2 separate regions of the Sus scrofa genome follow, and region 2 is linked to region 1. The links are chromatin contacts, called in public Hi-C maps. All regions are on one chromosome and are shown on one strand. Each heading gives the region's core, a stretch centred on a gene start, on an enhancer-like site or on the middle of the called end of the contact. The rest is flanking DNA. Distances are from core to core; before and after follow the strand shown.

Region 1 (3,215 bases), core at 467-2,966:
GCCGTGACTCGCGGGCGTTGGATCGTTTCTGAGGAGCTGGGAGTGAGAGGGGATCCGCCCGGCCTTAGCGGGTGGCGGGTAGCAGTGCCGCGCTCCTCTCGGAGGGCGGGTCCCGACCGGCTAGGGCGGAGACTGGGGCCGCGCCCCGCCCAAGAGCCGCCTCAGCCCCACAGCCTAGTCCCGCGCGCGCTTCCTCCAAACACCCTCCCTCCCACCCCCGCCCTTACTGATTCAGGGCGGGAGACCGCAGCTAAGGAACCAGGTCAACAGGACCGGGTTCCTGGACCGCCCAGAGGCGACGGCACCTACTCAGGAAGCCCCACCCCGCGGGTGCCCGGACATCGGGTGCCCTCAGAGCCCACGCGGGACGAGTCGAGAGCGCGTGCGGCGTGACGCGACCCGCAGCGCGTCCCGTGACGCCATCGCGCCCGCTTTTGAAAGTTGGCGCCCGGGGCTGCCTCCCATGCTGCCCTGCGCCAACCCCTCCCCTCACCTTTCCTCCCCCGCCCTCCACTAGTCGCCCGGCCGGCCCCCCCCAACCCGTCCCTTCCCTTATCAGCACCCGCGGCCCCGGCAGCGCCGACGCAGGCGCACTGCACCGCGCCGCCGCCATTTTGTGTCCGAGCCTGTGGAGCGATTAAACCGTGCGCGGAGCTGCTTCTTTGGCGGCAGCGGCGGCGGCGGCAGCCCGTGCGGGTGCGCGGAGCTGGCTAGAGACGCCGGGTGGCCGGAGCGGTGGAGCGGCGGCGGAGCGAGCGCTGCGGGGGGTGTGGCGCGGAGGTAAGGGGGCCCCGGGTGGAGGAGGTTTCGCGGGCCGCCTCTAGGTGTCACGATGGGGCCGCTCCGGTCGGCGCTGGCTGCAGCCCGGCGCCAGCGCCGCCGCCGGGGGGTGTTTGTCTCCCTCTACCGTCCCTGCTGCGGCGCGGCCGCCGCCATTGCCCGTCGCCGCCGCGGCCCGGCCGGCTCCCCCCCACCCCCCGCACTCCTCCCGCCCGCTAGGCCTCCCTCTTGACGACGCGCTAGGCCTCTGGCGGCGGCGGCTACAGAGGCCCGCGCGCTGGCGACTCCATTTTCCTTCCTTTGTCTCTGCCCTCGAGGCCGGCTCTTGGCCCGGTGGATCTCCCCGGCCGTGGCCCGCCCTCTGCCCTCCGCCCCTCCCGCGTCGGGTGGCCCCAGCCGAGAGGCGATCTCCGCTCCCCGGCTTCCGCACCGCTTCGCTCTAGAGCCCAGGCCCCCAGTAACCGCGCGTGTAGCCGGGTCTCCGTTTAGTATGGTTGTCGGGCCCTTGCCAGCGCCTCTTGGGCTGCGTATTCTCCAGCCCACCTGGTCCCTGGCACTTACCCGCGCCTTGCGAGTGTCCCCCGCCGCCTGGCTGCTCGGCGGTCGCTCCCAGTCCGCACGTCGCCGCCGCTGGTCTCCGTCTCCACCGAGTGGCGCAGGCGGCGCTGCTGCGGCTGCGAGCAGAGGGACCCCAGAGCTGCCGAGAGCTCCCTCTGCAAGGCTGGCTGAGCTGCTCGCGCCTCGACGCCGCCGGAGCGGGCGGGGGGACGCGCGCTCGCCGCCCCCGCCTGGCCCGGCTGCGCCCCCAAACTAGCTCTTCGCCCTACCCGACTGGCGCGGCCCCCCCATGGTGGGCTGAAAGGGCACGAGTTCGACAACAAGTAGTTTTTCTCGAGGCAGGGTCAGATTCCTCTTGCAGTGATAGCAGCCTGACTGCGCTAAGATCTCAAAGGGATCAAAACTTAATTTCATTCTCAAGTGACGTGACTAATTCGTCAATTCGGGTTTATGGGCTGGCTAAATTGGTTCAGGCTACTCTTGGGTTTTCCTCTTGCTTTAAAATTTAAAACATCCTGACGCTGACTTCGTACAGTTCTTAGTACCTGATGCTTTAGGGCTAGGCGAAGGCAGTTCTGCCCCGGGATTGTGCAACCTGATCTAAAGCGCCAGTAGGGCAGAATGAATTTATTCTTGACTCCACTGGTAATTTGCCCATATGCTGAAATATGAGGGTTGATGTTGTAATTGAATCCTGGGTCAGTAGTTGCAGTTGGTTTATAAATATCTACGCTTAATGTAACTACTCTTTAGTAGCTGACTTCCTTCCTGTAGCCCTGAGTTCAGCAATAAGTAAACATTCACATATGTATAGGCTTCATGCTTTCTTTGAGTTTAGATCGGCTGGGAAAGTTAAAATTTTAAACCCCTTTAGGGGGCAAAAGAGGCTAAACAGGGCATGTGTGTTAAATTCACTCTGTCCTTAAGTCTTCTTGCGTCGTTAAAAAGCTGCTTGTTGAATTATCAGTCTTTTCTTTTTCCTCAGATATTCTGGTACCTTAATACACTGGTGCAGCAGTTGATGTATCAACTTGGGTAGCTTTAGAAAGGGGAAAGTATTGATTAACTTTTGAGGGGGCAGGAAAGCTATATTAAGTTTATGAGGAAATTAAAACAGCCTGGTGCTAATAAGCAAAATTGATTGGTCTACTCTGTGTAATCTCAATCTGTAGAATTTTGCACCAGATGCCTCAACTGGGGAGTCTTTTCAACATTATGTTCCTTCTCCACAATAAAATTGTGCTAAGTAACTAAATGCAATTGGACTGTCATGCTTAGGAATAGAATCATGTTTAATTGACTAATATATTAGGCCATTTGTATAATTTTTGGCATTCTTGTACTTTTCAGTTTTACTTTCTTTTTGAAATTGTGGGTGGCAAGTGGCATGTTTTACTTATTAAAATAAGCTCCGCACAGATTAAAGTCTGCAGTTGAGTTAGGAGGAAATCTTATTTTCCCAAGTTAGCATTGTGCTCCATAGATGATATTTTATTTCTTAATTGATTTGTACCATATATACAGTCACCAGCTTTTTGGTTTTACAGATCATTTCTGTTTTTTTAATGCTGTAGATCTTGTCCACAGAGTTGCTATCCTTTGAGATTTCCTAAATGCCAAGGTCTGTACTTAGTTTTTATTGGAAAACTAAATTTACAGAAAATAAATGGAGGGAGAGTTCCCGTCATGACTCAGTGGTTAACGAATCCGACTAGTAACCATGAGGTTGCAGGTTCAATCCTTGGCCTTGGTCAGTGGGTTAAGGATCCGGTGTTGCTGTGAGCTGTTGCTTGGATCCCAAGTGGCTGTGGCTGTGGCGTAGGCCAACAGCTACAACTCCCATTAGACCCCTAGCTTGGGAACCTCTATATGCCACG
Region 2 (3,215 bases), core at 488-2,987, 68 kb after region 1:
GACTTGGCAAATGTGAGTGTTCACTGAGTTCCAGGCACTGTCATAAGTACTTTTCTGTTTTGTTTTGTTCAAAATTTTATGGCCGCACCTGCGGCATATGGAAGTTCCAGGTCAGGGATTGAATCTGAGGCATAGCCTCAACCTACGCTACAGTTGTGACAATGCCCGATCCTTTAACCCACTCCACTGGGGCTGAGGATCGAACCCACACCTCAGCAGTGACCCAAGCCACAGCAATAGGATGTTTAACCCACTGTGTCAAAGTAGAAACTCCACTCCCTCCCTTAGTAAACATTTAATCCTTACACTTAAAGGTAAATTAATAGTCCCAGTGCACAAAACAGAAACTGGAAGCGCAGAAAGATTAAGTGACTAAGTGTCAAACAGCCAGTAGATAGGTGGAGTCGGGACTTGATTTCGGGTAGTGTGCTTTCAGAACCTGCATTCTTGACTGCTTGGCCATACTGTATATGAGAGCTGCTGAGCTCACACACTGAAAGCAGTTTGTGGGCTCTATGTGGTCTTGTTAAGGGTCTTGACTTGAACTCTCATTTTAAGTTGGGAGGCAGCAGAGCAAGACCACTGTGGGCAGAACTCAGCACCCTCCCCAAGCGAAGTTCTATTTGGCCCCAGGCTGTCACACCTGGCCAGTTCCTTTAGGGGAGGTGGCTTTCTCCAAGTTGTTACTAGATATTAATACTTCCCATTTGTCCTAATTATTGGTAGACTTCAGAAAAGGGAGATGAGGTGTTTTTGGGGGTGAGTTATCAGTAGGGGTGGTCAGATGACCAGAAAAATTCTCCTACCCTCTCTAGGCCCCAAGGTGAGGAAGAGAAGCTAGAGTTGGGAAAGAAACCAAGAGACTCTGCCCAGAGTCTCAGCTCTTCTCAGGTTATTCCACCTCTCCCTGGCTGAGCTGTGGGCAGGGCAGAGGGCTGTTCCTTATCTCATAAATAGAATTTAATTAGATTGTAGAAGAAAAAAAAAAATGAATCCCTTCCTGTGAACCCTCCAGAATCTAAGTCCCTGTTCTTTTATAGGGCCTCATGCTCCTATGTGCACCCATGACCTTCTGACCCCTGAAGACAATAGCTTCCCTCTCTCCTAGTGGTTCTCCCCTCCCCAAACTCCTGCTCAGGAAGAATGTGGATGGACATGGGAGAACCCCCCCTCCCCATTATTTGCCTTTGCTTGTGAGTCACTCTATCCCTCCCTGTAGCCCTTGAACTTAATGAAAGCTGCATCTGAGCCTATCATGTTTTTCCCATCTTTCAACAGTTTGTGTCTCCCAGACCGGTCAGGGGCTCCAGGTTAAGCGCAAAAGAGCCCTCAAGGTAATGACTCAGGTGTTGGGAGAGATCTGATGCTCCTTGCGGAACAAACAGCCCTTGCGTCGGCCCACTGTCCACCTCCCTAGCTGGGCTTTGGAGGGGATGGACGGACGGAGGCGGACCACAGAGATCCTCGAGTGGGCAGCGCCCCCTGGTGCTCCCCGCAGGGACTGTGGGGTGGGGTGGTAGTAGGGGGCTAGGAATCGAAAGAAGCCTTCGACATGCTCACCCCTCCCAGCCACACCACTGCCCATGTCTGCCCTAACCAAGTAGCTCCTGCGCATCAGGGAGGGCTGGCGGCAGCTGTGACTCTGCCCCCTCCTACACCCTTGTACCCGAGCGACATCTCCCGGCCCTCAGAGGCCAGGCAGGGAGGAGCCGGGCTGGGGGCCGCCTGGCAGGAAGCAGCTCGTACCTTCCGCTACTGGAGGAGCAGGTGGCTGCAGTGCGGCCCGGGCCCTAGCTTCCTGTACGTGCCGCCTCTACGGTTTCTCATCGGAGCTCCTTGGGCCCCCCGGCCGCCCACTGGGCAGGCCCCATGGCCCAGACCCCAGATGGCATATCCTGCGAACTCCGAGGTAAGCACTGGCCCATCTCATCTATTTGGCTGGGAGGAAGCAGTGAGGGCCCAGAACCAGAGGCCCACCCAGCACCCCAAGACACTGAGTAAGCGATTCCCTCTGATCCTCTGGGGGGCCTGACCCCCTAGATCCACTCCCCTCCTTCCTTGCTGGTCTGTAGATGAGCCGAGGCCCTCTAGCCTGGTACAGACTATGGACTTGAACTGACCTCCATGGGAGGACCAAATCACTCAGCAGGCTGCCCTTCCACAGGCGAGATCACCAGGTTCCTGTGGCCCAAGGAAGCTGAGCTGCTGCTGAAAACGTGGCTGCCAGAGCGGGAGGGTGCTGAGCAAGGCCATGTCCTGGTATGGTGGGGAGGGGTGGGGGCAAGAGGCCGCTGGGGCCCAGGCAGAAAAAGCCTCTTCCCTGCCCAGGATGTCAGACACTCTCTCCCTTCAGGCACTGCTCCGATGGAGAGCCTACCTGCTCCACACCTGCCTCCCCCTGAGGGTGAGTCCCAGGGCTCAGCTGCCACCCCTTGCCCTCCAGCAGCTTCCTTGATAAGGGCTGCATCTACAGTGCTATCCATCTTGTCCTTCTGGGCTCTGCCCTTCCAGCAGCACTGGGTTCCCAGCAGCAGGCAGGTCTGGTTCTGAGTTCCAGGCTATACAAAGAACTGGGCTCCCAAGAGGGTGGGTGGGGCTCAGGCCTTTTTCCCAGCTGACCCAGGCACTCCATAGGTGGATTGCACATTCAGCTACCTAGAGGTCCAGGCCATGGCGCTGCAGGAGACACCCCCTCAGGTGAGACCCCCTGCCAGTACCCCGCTGGGCCTGCAGTCTTCCATCCCACTATACATGGAGCCCAACACCCCCACCCTCTCTCTCCAGGTCACATTTGAGCTAGAGTCCCTGCCTGATCTGGTCCTGGAGTTTCCCGGCGTGGCTGCACTGGAACAACTGGCCCAGCACATCGCTGCCGCCATCAGGAAGGTCTTCCCTCGCTCGACCCTTGGGTGAGGCCCAGCAGCTAAAGGGGCAGCTGGGGGTGTTCTGAATGGCACCATGGGCCGCCTCACTCCCAGGGCCTAGAAGACCCTTGACCACTTCTTCATGCCCGTCCTCAGGAAGCTATTCCGGAGGCCCACGCCCCCCTCCATGCTGGCTCGGCTGGAGAGAAGCAGCCCCTCAGAGGCCACCTCACCCAGCAGCCCCTGTGGTAAGGGCCACACAGGGCTTCCAGCCCCCCTGCTCCTATACCCCTGATGCCTGAATTTGGAGTTCTTCCAAACTGAATAGAGCCACTCAAGGCACTGCCACCA

Evidence for each region. Hi-C and Micro-C count contacts between places; a contact is called where the count stands out from the background.
Region 2: a contact with region 1 is called in a Hi-C map of liver, with 2.2 times the contacts expected there. The contact joins the promoter of CARMIL2 here to the promoter of LOC102161584 in region 1. A contact is called at or near these places in 2 of 5 promoter capture datasets (fetal liver and liver), 24 of 47 Hi-C or Micro-C datasets (adipocytes, blood, brain and 12 more) and 2 of 2 datasets of contacts at active chromatin or transcription factors (alveolar macrophages and skeletal muscle).

Annotation. Positions count from the first base shown.
Region 1 is chr6:28,195,066-28,198,280 of Sscrofa11.1, forward strand. It overlaps LOC102161584 (proline-rich protein HaeIII subfamily 1-like), which reads right to left and starts at 1,717. Exons shown (of 3, transcript XM_021094085.1): 1 at 1,342-1,717. It also overlaps a transcript of CTCF not described here.
Region 2 is chr6:28,263,393-28,266,607 of Sscrofa11.1, forward strand. It overlaps CARMIL2 (capping protein, Arp2/3 and myosin-I linker protein 2), which reads left to right and starts at 1,738. Exons shown (of 39, transcript XM_021094090.1): 1 at 1,738-1,909; 2 at 2,165-2,259; 3 at 2,354-2,404; 4 at 2,635-2,697; 5 at 2,785-2,909; 6 at 3,021-3,112. The coding sequence starts at 1,870.